Linked DNA regions of Mus musculus: region 2 is linked to region 1. The links are chromatin contacts, called in public Micro-C maps. All regions are on one chromosome and are shown on one strand. The core of a region is the stretch at or near the end of the contact, and the rest is flanking DNA. Distances in the headings are between cores, read along the strand shown. Region 1 holds the start of Cntln (centlein, centrosomal protein). Region 2 holds the start of Sh3gl2 (SH3-domain GRB2-like 2).

Region 1 (6,359 bases), core at 2,209-4,708:
CAGCACTCTTGCCCACTAAGTCATCTCGCCAGCTATCCTAGTTTGCTTTCTATTGCTGCGGTAAAGACATCATAACCAAAAGCAACTTTGGGGAGTGGATGATTTATTTGGCTTGTATGTGTGACCATAGTCAACTGCTAAAAGTAAACAAGGCAGGAATACAAGCAGGGCGGGGACCTGGGGGCAGGAACTGAGGCAGAAGTTGCCTAGGAGTGCTGCTTACTTGCTTGCTCAGCATGCTTCCCTATACAATCCAGGAACACCAGCCTAGGGATGCTCCTTATCGCAGTGGGCTGGGTCTGACCGCCCATAGCAGGCATTGGACCAAACATTACTCGATTAGACATAGCTTCTAACTCCGTGAGGAACAGAACTACAAAATGTGTTCTCAAGTCTTTCTGGTTTTTATTTGTAGTAACTGGACAAGGCTTCAACATAGCCAAACAAACGTTACTTACTGGTTCTCTGATCAAATATTCTGATTCCCAATATCATATACTTTCAATGAGAATTTGGTAATGACCATACATGTCTGTCACTTAAAAGCCCTAAATAATTCTCATCCAAAACTGGTTTATGGTTAGTAAATGTTGTTGGCTATTGGCTGCTACAACACACATATACACGCGCGCGCGCACACACACACACACACACACACACTGTAAATCCAACATCTTCTTGTTTCATCAACTTGTCTACAAATGGTGATGGCTGTGCATAAGCACATACTTTTCTGCATGTTGTCACAAAAAGGATTTAGTCTTGAAAGACGGCATAGCAACAAAGAAGAGACTAGAATAATCTCTTAAAAAATGAAATATGGGATAAAAACATCATGAAAATTCCTTGCTACATTTAGAAGCTACTCCTTCCCTCTGTAAACACAATAGACAGCTTTTCACTCCATCTAAGCAGCCTTTCCTTCATGAAATTTCCTTCCTAACCTGGGGACACATGCAAAAATGCTTAACTAGATAATACAATCAGGGGCTCACAGGAAGAGAAACATTTGTCTTCCACCATGTGACTTTTCTGAGGTGCTCCAAGAGTGATACATGGAATCACCCAAACTTCTTCACTGATAATAATCAAATAAATTAAATATTAAAGAAAGAAACAAACATAAATCAAGCACTACTCATGGTAATACATTCAGTAGCAAAGCTCTTTTTTCAAAGCTGCATGTTTGACCCTTACAGGGCATAAATATTATTTGAATCTCAGTAATATTTTTAAAGAAACTTAGGAAAGTTGATGACATTCTGTTATGGTAAGTAATCTCTCTGCAACTGCATAGACCTATACAAGTGTTTCATACCTATATATGTGTTCCATGTAAGTTGAAATATAAAATGATTTTTTTTTACTTTAGATTGCACTAACAATATATTGAAATATTCTCAGGTTCTGTGATTTATGGGTGGATAATAAGTAAAATTCACATGAAAAATCTAAAGGTTTAACTTTGTTATGCTACAACTAGTTTAGTTATTTCCCCTTAGTCTCCCTATGACAAGAAAATGATTTGGCTATAATCTTGATACTGCCAACCTCCTTTCTTGGAATCTATTACTGAAATGTCTCTGATCATCTCCTAATATTATCAAATTTCAAGAATTGCCATTCTAAGCTAATCAGGACCATTTCTATTTCTTACATCTGCCTCAAGTATTGCAATCATTTCCTAGTCCAGGAGTGCCCAAAATCACCAAGGCCAGTACCATACTGGACATTTTCATCTTTAAGGTTATAAATATGGGAGTAGAGAGACAGTATAGAATATGTGGGCAGGGCCATTGATTGTTACTTTAGCAAAGCCTTTAGCATGAGCACACATCTTTAAATTCCCCAAGGGCGAGGTTTACAGAGGACAAAATGCCTTAGTTCATCCCTGACCTATAGACATCCTTTTGCTGTTTTGCCAGCCAATAGAAAATGAGTAACTGAAAGGGGTGCAGTCTGATCATTGCTCCCCAATCTGCTTAACCAATGATGTATTCAAGTTACACACGATTCTCTTGTCTTTACAGAAAAGACCTATAAAACGGAGCAAGAGAACCCAACAGAACCGTAAGAGAGTTTCAAGGTTTTACTAATCTAACGTGATAATGCTGCTCTGTTGATGCTGTCTCTGGTGTTGGCGGTTCCTAATTAGTGTCTCTTAAATACAGCGATTTTTTTCCCTTAAAGACTTGTAATTAACTGAATGAATTCTCAACATTTTTATTTCCTAACCCTATATGTGGTTAGAGCCAAATCTAAGGAGATGGTGGTGAGAAGGCAAAACCAATAAACTAACTAAATAAATAAATAAATAAATACTCTGCACTGAAGGACAGGCAAGCTCACCATCCCCAAACCCTCAAACTAATCTGGGAAGTAATGTGAGATGACTGCTCTAACAACTGCTTTCCTCTGGCACACTCACATGAAAGTACTTCACTATGGGATCACTGGAAGTTAATAAATGAATACGTAGCATCCTAAGGTTGTAGTCCCGTTCCCAGGGCTTTCTAAAAACTGTGGTTGTGTTTGGAACTTAAGTTTAACAAGGTAAGAACAAGGGTTAAGTGTGGGTCTGAAGTTTAAAAACGGGCAATTTCCATCAGTGGATTTTATTTTTCTGACACGGTCCTGTTTATTTCAATTCACGAATGCACTCCACTCGTGGGCACTGGGTATCACTAGACAGCACCAGGAACTTGGGCTTTGAGGAAGGAGCCTCTGGAGAGCATCCTATTAAAATCGAAACCCGGGTCTGCAGCGGGACAGAGCCTGCAGCCCAGACAGTGGGCAGAGGCAGGGCGTGGAGCCTGGAGGGCGCGTCCCGGGAGGGTTCACTAGGTGCCCCGGGCCGCGAGCATGAGCTCGGGCGGCGGTGATGGGCGGCGCTGCCCCCGGCCGGGGCCGTGGACAGGAAGGCCGGCGGCCAGTCCTGATACCTGACACAGGGCCAGCTCCTCCTTTAGGCTGCTCAGCTCTTCCTCCAGCAGCTGCGATCGCGTCGCCTTCGCCTCCTCCGAGGAGAGGCCCTCTGGCCACCAGGAACCCGCGGGCGCGCTGGCGACAGGAGCGACAGCGGCCCCGGCCCGCCCCGACCCTCGCCGTCCCCCTGACCCTTCTTCGCCCCTCCAAAGTAAGTCGCTTTTATCCGCGACGACCTCCCTCGCGGCGCCCGCCAGACCCGAGGCCTCGCTGCGCACAGCGTGCACTTCGGCTCCGCGCCCGACGCGCAGGGACCGCCGGCTGGACCGCCGCACCGGGGGCGGAGGCGGCGAGGAAGACGGCGAGCGCGCCGCCATGGCCGCGGCGCCTAACGGGTCAAGTTCCCGCTTGAAAACTCCACCTTCCCTTCCCCATCCTGGGGAGCCTGGCCTGCCGTCCTACGCATGCGCGGAGCTTTTCCCGCCTGGTCCGGCGATCGCGGTTCCTAGTGGGCTTGCCGCGGGCCCAGCTCCGAGCGCGGGCGGCTGAGCTGATCTGCGCATGCGCGCCGGGCCGGCGGAGGCTCGACCAGCAAGTTCATTGCTGGCGCCTCCACTGTCCCGAGTCCGAAGTGCCTGACTTTCCCGCCCTCCTAACGCCCTAGCTCCGCCGAGGGCCTACTTTACATCCCTCGTCTTAAAGCCTTCCTGACAAGCCCCCAGCCCCCAGTGATCCAGAACTGTGAATTCTTTCCTCCTCCAAGGCTTCTGCCAACTCGTTTTTCACGTTTCATTGACCGCCCTCAAGTGTTAGTTACCCCGCTAATCTCTCCAACGCTGTTGTAAGCTCCTTGAGGATCAGGGAATAGGTTTTAGAGTTAAGTGTTTTCTTCACACCCCTTGGCAACGCTGCCTTACGTGCGGCTGACATCTAACCGACTGAAGTCAAGGAGACGCGGAAAGCCTTGTGCTGAGCTGGGACTATCGAGCAGGCTTCCCACTTGAATTATGATCCTTCCTACACCCTTTGTCTTTTGTTTTGCAAGAGTCATGGTTTCCTTTGAGTCTTTATGTCAATTTCTTTATCCCTTGGCTGGATATCAGAGCAACTTTGTCCTACAAGGCCCAACGGCTTGGTGTCCTTGGACCGAACTAAAGTCAGCAATGGAGTCTGATGAAAGAAATGAGACTGACTCACTTTTTTAGTCTCTGGTCTTTTCTCACTTGCTTTGCTATAAACTTCAAAAACACAATAACCTTTCTTTGCCCTTAAGACACTTCCTCCAGAGTGCTAAACTTAGTGAACGCGCGCACGCTGAGCTGAGTTTCACAGAAAGATAGAATTACTTTTTTGTTGTTGCTGGTTTGTTGGGGGGGGGGTGTTTGTTTGTTTGTTTGTTTTGTTTTCTAGGAAAAGTTTACAGAATTCTTGGAAGAGATTTGAAGTAGGGATTGAGAGTCCCACCGTGAAGTTACCATTTTCAAACCATTTTTGCCTGTACTGAGTCGGCATGCCCGAAGACTGCCTCTGGTCATCCTTCCAACACTGCAAAGTGTATTAGAGAATTACATGTTTCCAGTGCATGTAGGGCTCGGGGCCATGATGGCTCAGCCCATGCAGTGCTTGCCGTGAAATCATGAATTCAATCCCTCAGAGCCCACGTGTGTTTTCCAAAGCCGGCTGCCATGATGTTGGCAGACCTGTAATCCCAGAATTTAGGAGACAGAGGCCAGATCCTGTGACTTGCTGGTCAGCTACTCTAGCCAAATCTGCAAGCTCCAAGATCATTAAGAGTCTCTGTCTCAAAAACTGAGATGGGGAATGATTGAAGGAGACGCAGGACCTCAGGTCTCCACACACATAGGTACCCATAGAAATAAAAAAGGAAAAGTACATATAAACTTGTCCTACAAAGAACTATCGTGTTGAACATCTAACATTTGCTGAGTCCAATAATAGTTTTCAAATTAAATTCACTTATATCGAATTAGATGTCATCCGCATTGTACTAGAAACTGAGACTTCAGAGGTCATTGTAAATTTCATGACACTCCATGTCTGATACTATATTAGAGAAGCTAGAGTTTAAATCCATTTAATTCAAAAAACAATGCCTTTCATCTCAACAGTAATTTGAAACAAAGCATTGCATTCCAAGAATATATGGTATTTTACTGGGTTTAACACTGGGAATTCACTGGTATAGCCTGAAATACATGTGAGTGCCTCCTACTGGTCATTGCTTATTTCTTCATTTAACCCTAGAGTCTTTGGAAAAGCAATGTAATATTTTCTATTATGATTTCTAGTGTGTTTGATGCAATATCTCAATCGATCAATTGATAGGTGATAGATGATAGAAGTATTATAAATATACATAGGATAACAGATACAATGGATGGATAGATAGATAGATAGATAGATAGGATAATAGATACAAGATGGATAGATAGATAGATAGATAGATAGGATAATAGATACAAGATGGATAGATAGATAGATAGATAGATAGATAGATAGGATAACAGATACAAGATGGATAGATAGATAGATAGATAGATAGGATAATAGATACAAGATGGATAGATAGATAGATAGATAGATAGATAGATAGGATAATAGATACAAGATGGATGGATAGATAGATAGATAGATAGATAGGATAATAGATACAAGATGGATAGATAGATGGATAGATAGAGTCTCCCAAAGGGTAATATCTTGAATCTGTATCTTTGCCTAGGCAAATACTTTTAGAAGACTTGTATAATGGCAATATCACTTAACGTAAAATTTATCACATAACGTTTTAAATTATTTCAACTATCAATGAAGTAGTATTATGTTAGTAACCATCCCCACAGTCTAGTTCCAGAACATTTTTATCATCTCAAGTCAGAACCTCCATGCCCATTCAGTCATTTCACATTCTTCCTCCCACTAACCCCAAAATCACCAACTTCTATCTATTTCTGTACATTTTTATTCTAAACATTGAAGAATGGAGTCTATGTAAGCTTTTATGTCTGCTTTTATATATTATATCAGAATTCACCCATGTTGTAGTATATATCAATACTTTATTATTTTTTAAAAGAAAGATTTATTTGTGTGTGTGTTTACTTGCCTGTATGTATGTATGTATGTATGTATGTATACCACGTGTGTGCCTGATGCCCACAAAAGTCAGAAGAGCATGTTAGACACCTTCCTGTAATGGAGATATTGGTGGTTGTGAACCATCCTGGGTAGTCCGCAAGACCAACAGATGTTCTTAACTGAAGTGCCCATCCTCTAGCCTATTGTGGTTTTGTAGATGAATAAGACTCTATTGTGTGGATAAACCACATTTTTCTTTATCTTTTCATCAGTCAGTATATGCTTACATTATTTCCATCGTTTACCTATCATGGATAAAACTGCTATAACATTTG
Region 2 (6,359 bases), core at 2,076-4,575, 320 kb before region 1:
AGGAAGTGTATCACTAGAGATGGGTTTTGAAGTTTCAGATGCTCAAGCCAGGCTCATTGTCTCTTCCTGATGCCTGCTAATTCAGATGTTAATCCAGATGTTCAACTCTCAGCCCCTTCTGCAGCACAGTGGCTACCAGTGCACCACCATACTTCCCACTATGATGATAATGAACTAAACCTCAGAGCTGGAAGCCCAGCCTTAAACACTTTCCTTTATAAGAGCTGCCATGGTCATGGTGTCTCTTCACAGCCAAAAAATACTAAGACATACCATAGCAAACACTTGATCATGAAGTATAGGAAAAGAATTATGGGTTTGCTTGCAGTATTAACCAGGAACTAAAGCTATGTTTACACAGACTGCTGCAAATTCAAACAAGTTTTTAAAAGTTGACATTACTGATGATACAATGGAAGCTCAATAAAAATAAAACTCTCTGAAGGTAGAGTAGTAATTGCTCAATTTGTCCTATGTTGCAATAAAAATTATTTACTTACAGAGTAACCATTGATGAAAGGGAGAGATATTAAGTTCTAATATGAGAACCATAGGGGCACACTCTAACTAGGAACCCTAACCCAACGGTACTGACACTAAAGGCATATTCTATTGATGAAATCCCACCCACCCCTCTGTGGAAGCTCAGCTCCACAGAAAGGCAAGATGTTGCCTTCTCTGACCAGCATGGCAGTCAGGGGCCTAACACTTCCTCTGCAGCAAAGATCAGATTCAGGAAACGACTGCAAAGCAGGACAGGACCATTTCCCTCAGAGCTCAGAGCAGGCAAACACCACCTCGCGTTACACACCCTCTAGAATAACACATCCATGCACAGGAGAGTAACCTTTGCCTTACGTTTTTAAAGACTAGGCTCCATTAAGCTATGAATGAGATTGTGTTTTGCTTCACCTTTAAAACAAAAAGGCTTTTCAGCAAAGGAAGAGAATGGCAGTGAACAGTGACCCAGTATCTGGGTTCGGAGTGGTAAGGAGCAGGTCCGTCCCTAGTAGAACTCCTCCACACCTGGAGACGGGGCTTCCCCGATGACGTTCCAGTTCTTTCCTGCTTCCAGAGCTGCACACAACCTCAGGATGAGCTGAATGGAGTCAGATGGTTACTGTGTGTGTTATCGAAGCCCCGGCTGGGTTCTCAAGTCTCGTTATTACCAGTGGAAAGGAATGGTACCTAACGCTAAAGGAATTATCCTTAACATTAACAATTACCACTTATTAAGCATTTTCTATATATGCTCTACAAATTCATTTATCCTTACTTTTCCCCTGAGAAATTTTGTCTCATTTTTGGCAAGGACGGATTCAGAAAACTAGCTTGCTCAATTTCCTAGGTAGCAGAAGAGGGATTCAAATCTTAGCCTTTCCCTCCCCAAAGCCAAGGCTCCTAAAGGAATGTTGGTAGAATCAGTCTTTTGGTCTAGATTAGAAATGAGACAAGTACCTAAATAAATAAATAAATAAATAAATAAATAAATAAATAAATAAGGTGGGTGACATCAGGGCAGTCCTATGCCATTCACTGGTAGCACAGATTGGTTCTGTGAAACTGGAAAGTTGCCAGAATCAAGTGAATAATATACTTGGCTCTACCTTTCCAATAGGGAGATCACAGACAATTCTAGTGAGAAAACCAAATATATATGTAGTTAGAAGCACTTCCTAAAATGACTGTTTCCTGTCTCCCTAAATTAGTTCCCAACAGAACTCATTTGATGATGCTAAGTCTATGGTGACAGAGATGATGCTCAGGGGTGAATGTCATCCTGCACCTTAATTTAAGCAAACTTGAGGAATGCAGTCTTCACCTTTTCCCTATGCCTTTTGCAATAGTACTGAGGCTGTGAACTCGGTAATGAGACTCATGTATAGCAGAGGAGGACTGCCTGGTCTGGCCTCAGTGGAAGAAGATGTGCGAGAGACTTGAGATTCCTGGGAGTGGGAAGACCTGGTGTGCGTGACATCCTCTTGGAGACAGGAGGGAGAAATGGGATGAGGAACTGTGGGAGGGGGGACCCAGAGGGAAGGGAGTGGCTGGATTGTAAAAAAAGATAAAAGTAATGTTTTTAAAAAACAAGAAATTACAGAAGCCACACAATTAAGGTTAGCTTAGGATAAGGATCTTTAAAGCTAAATGGTTACGCAAAAAGTATTTTACGGTTTATCAATAAAGTCGTTTCTTGTTAAATATATCTTAAAATTTAACCTGTTCCAAATGAATAAAAGGGTTGTAACTCCACACATTATGTAAGAAATGGGTCACATCGTAAGTATTTTTGGACATTTTCTCTTTGTAAAATCACTGAGTTGGGCCCAATGAGATTTAAATTATGTGGGTCTGGATTAAATTTTAATCTCAGCTTACCCCACACAGAAAATTTGGCACATCTAGTAAACAGTGATTTTCAAGTTTTTAACAACTGCCTCCGCAGTAAAACCCGTGGGAGAACTTTAAAGACTTGCAGACCACTGATCAAACCATGGCCTCAAATAAGCTTCACCAAGGAGTTCTCCAGGGAAAAAAGTTAATGCATGCATGCTCCTTAGGGGAACCACATTCTCCCATGCTGGGAGCCTGGGGAGGCCTGGGAAGGAGGGGTTCTGAGAAGGCCTGGGAGCGCAAAGCCTGGAGCAAGCGCAGAGCGCGGGCACCTCCGCAGCCTCCAGAGCGAACCTCGCTCCAGCCAGCACATCCCAGGACAGTGGGGCACACCACACCGCAAGGTCACCGCACCGAGGCGACTTTACATAATCTCCCGCCGCGCCGCCAAGCACCTGCGCGGCACCCTCCGTGCAGAGCCTGAGAGCTGCCGTGCAGGGACTAACTGCCTGGGAACCCGGTGGGCGGCGAACCGAGACAGCGGGGACAGAGAGCAGAGATGCCAGGGGAAGGGAACTGAGGTCTGAGTGCTAGAGTGGCAGGGACCACAGGGACTCGGAGTGGGAAGAGGAAGCAGGGATGCAGCGGCCAGGGAGGAGACTCGCGGAGCGAGCACCGATCGGAGACAGGGAGCCGGGTTATGGAGCCAGGCTGCCGCGCAGCGCCCCGCGGGGACCAGATCAGAACAGGGAGGGGTTGCAGGGGAGGACGCCGTCTGTCTGTCGGTCTGCGGGGCGGCCCATGGCGCACCTGCACGCGCCCTACCTGAGTGGCTTTGTGGAACTGCTTCTTCAGCCCTGCCACCGACATGATGGGATGCGGGAGGCTGCGCGGCCGGCAGATGCAGATGCAGATGCGGAGAGGCGGCTGGGGTCGCCGGGCCGCCGCTGGTCGTGCGACCGCGGGAGCTGCTGGCGCGGGGGCGCGGCGCGGGACGCGGGCTTGTGCGGAGAGACACCCTGACGTCAGGGCGGGTGATGCGGCCTCTTAAAGGGGACGCGGGAAGCCCCGCCCAGGGCGCAAGCCGAGGCAGGTGAGCGCGAGGAACCCCCGCACTGTGCGGGGGCGAAAGTCCCTCCACGGTCCGAAGCCTGGGCTGTCTTCAGCTGTGGGAGTCGTTCGTTCGTGGCCCTGGCAAAGGGATCACCGCCTTTGGGCAGTCTAGACTCAGGTGACCCAGCTCCCAGGTAGCCGCAGTGGTGCTGCCTGCGCACTGCCCTTGCCCTTTGAGCCTGGCCTCCCTGTGGTTGAAAAGCAGGGTGGCGGCTTATCTGGATCATGAATAAGTTATTGCTCATTTCATGCCCTGCCTTCCCGCATGATTGGCCACCGAAAACATTTCTCTGCCTCGATTTTAATATCCCTTAAGCTTGTTTCACCTTAGGGAAATCTATCAACTTTTTTTTTCCTGTTCTAGTACAACTTAACTACTTAAGATGAAGAGAGGTCCCTACAGTTTGACTGGGATACTGGAATGGAATTGATATGAGCTATAGCATATATTGATATGAGTAATAACATTTAATCTTCTATTTTCAAAAGAAAAAAAAAACGAATGCGAACTTGGCATTCACACAATTATCATGGACATTTTTTTCTTTCTTTTTTTTTTTCGTTCTAACATTTTTATATAATGAGGAAAGGAAAGGCAGTAAGTTATACAAACACCACATAGGGACAAAGGGTGGATGGGACTGGGTGAAGGGCCCAGAGCAGCACCAGAAATCTGTGCTCTTATGAGCAGCCACTTCAAGTTTGTCTTGTATGGAAGAGCTTGTGGGAGAGTCTCAGATGCAGGCCACACCTGCATGTGTGGATCAAAGTGATGAGCCGCCAAGAGGAGAGTAATTACGGAGAATGTGGAAAGAATCAACAGGACCTGGATTGGGTTCCTAGAAATACAGTTCCCCTCCCGCCCCCCCCCCCTCTACTGCCTGGTGTAAAGGAAGCCAGTAGACTTCTGCAGCTTGAGTAAAGATGAACGGAAGAGCAGGTGCAAGGGGATTCTAGACACGGGCTGGGTACCACTCACCCTTGCTACTGTGAATCACAGCACAACAGAATATCGGAGCAGTGAGCAGTGAGCATACCCTTCCAGTCTGCAAAGCAAAGCAAAAGGAAGGAAGGGGTCTGTAGTCTTGTGGTCCTTGCTGCTGCCCAGACCTTCCAATCTGTGGTACTTTCTAATTTCTAAACTACCGTGGAGGCATTGGGATAAACATTGGTTAGAGGATTTAGGCAGGAGGGACATGCTAATTCTTAATAATTCACCTTTTGGTATCAGGGCCACAGGGTTCGCTTCTCTCTGCCACAAATCTATGATGTGGTCTGAAATTTGCAACTTTGGTCTCAACACATGAAAGAAGTGAAATGGGGACCTGAAGAGGCTCCTCGGAAACTTTGAGCACTTGCCTTAACCTTAAAATCTTAAAGCAAAGCTAGTCCCCGCCTTTCCTTGTCTCTTTGACTACTTACCTTCATAGCGTATGCTGCTAAAGATCAGAGGAACCACGTTGGGTTCTGCATAGAAAACTTCAAAGCGCTTTGAACCTATTGCTCTCACCTAGGTCTCATCTAAGTCAGGGATTCTATTTAAGCCTCAACTGTTAGCTATGAAAACCTTTGGGGTGTTGCCCCAGAAGAGAGGTGTTGAGCAGCTACTTTTGGAAGGCATCAGAGAAAGGGGTGTGAGGGGATGGTGCAGGAAGATGCCCACACATGTAAATTGGCCCTTGAACCCCAAGGTCAGCCAGTCTCAACCCCCCTAATGCTGCAATCCTTTAATACAGTTCCTCGTGTTGTGGTGCCCCTAACCATAAAATTCTTTTCTTTGCTGCTTCATAACTGTAATTTTGCTACTGAGATGAATCATTATATAAATATCTGTGTTCTCTGATGGTCATAGGCAACCCCTGTGAAAGGGCCATTTGATCCCAAAAGGGGTGGCAACCTACAGGTTGAGAAGCACTGCCCAAGTATTTCCAGGCCAATGATTCAAAGCCACTGTTTTATGTGCATATATTCTAACTTGAATGTAGAAGGAAAGTGTGCTTGGTGCTCAACGGCTCTCACATGGGAATTCTTCCACTGCAAAGGATCTGTAACTAAGTCTCAAAGCACAGCGTAGGCGGCTGTGGTTAGAATCAGAGGTCAGTAAGGAAGGCCTTTGACGAACTCAACATTTTACCCTTTCGTCTCCCGAGATAAAAATCACTGGGAAAATGGTAAATAAACCCGGATCAGCTCAAGAAAGGCCCAATTATGCGAATCCCCTACACAGCACCACCTCACTAATTGGGCAGTAAATTCATGGTCAGCAATAATTTCCTCACATCATTTATGCACTACTTCTCTCTGCATTATGGCAAAGCTTCCAGGAAATACCAGTCTGCTAGTGTGCACAGGGCTGATGCATCCCTAGTTACCTTTCATGGTGATATAGATCCCAGGAGAGAGGCAGATGGAAAGCTCCCACTTCCATCTTTCTCCCCACTGACCGTGTTCACAGTCTCTGGCCAGCACAAGGGTAAACTGCTCCAGAATTCATGTGCAGCTCAGTGAGCATGTGAATCACAACAAGGCCAAGGCGTTCAGTCCTAGCTTCAGATCTTACAGCTGAGAAATTCGAGGTGACACAGGGCAGTGAGTCACTCTTTTTCTACTACGGCCTCTAGCTAAACGCAGGACAGCTGTGTCGGTGCTAAGTGTAGACAGAGATGACCGAGTGAATGCATAGCCCTGTCACTGGTACCACTTAAGTCACAGGCTTAACACCCTTAGCCACATAGCCCTGTGAGTGGTGTGCTTGTGGATGCGATCTAGGAGCACGAGTGCTTGCCCGGAGTGGCAGGGCTAGCAACAGCTTCCTAGAAATGGGAAATCAAGGCCAAGGCCACCTTCATAACTCTGCTTCCAGAATTTCCCCCAAAAGCTACATAGCAAGGTACATATCTGCCTGGTCCCTT

Evidence for each region. A called contact is a pair of places that touch in the nucleus more often than the background predicts.
Region 2: a contact with region 1 is called in a Micro-C map of embryonic stem cells, with 2.9 times the contacts expected there. The contact joins the promoter of Sh3gl2 here to the promoter of Cntln in region 1. A contact is called at or near these places in 3 of 484 Hi-C or Micro-C datasets (embryonic stem cells, olfactory sensory neurons and rod photoreceptor).

The regions. Positions count from the first base shown.
Region 1 is chr4:84,881,408-84,887,766 of GRCm38.p6, reverse strand. Cntln (centlein, centrosomal protein) reads right to left here and starts at 3,458. Exons shown (of 26, transcript NM_175275.4): 1 at 2,943-3,458. The coding sequence starts at 3,302.
Region 2 is chr4:85,202,422-85,208,780 of GRCm38.p6, reverse strand. Sh3gl2 (SH3-domain GRB2-like 2) reads right to left here and starts at 3,325. Exons shown (of 9, transcript NM_019535.2): 1 at 3,160-3,325. The coding sequence starts at 3,204.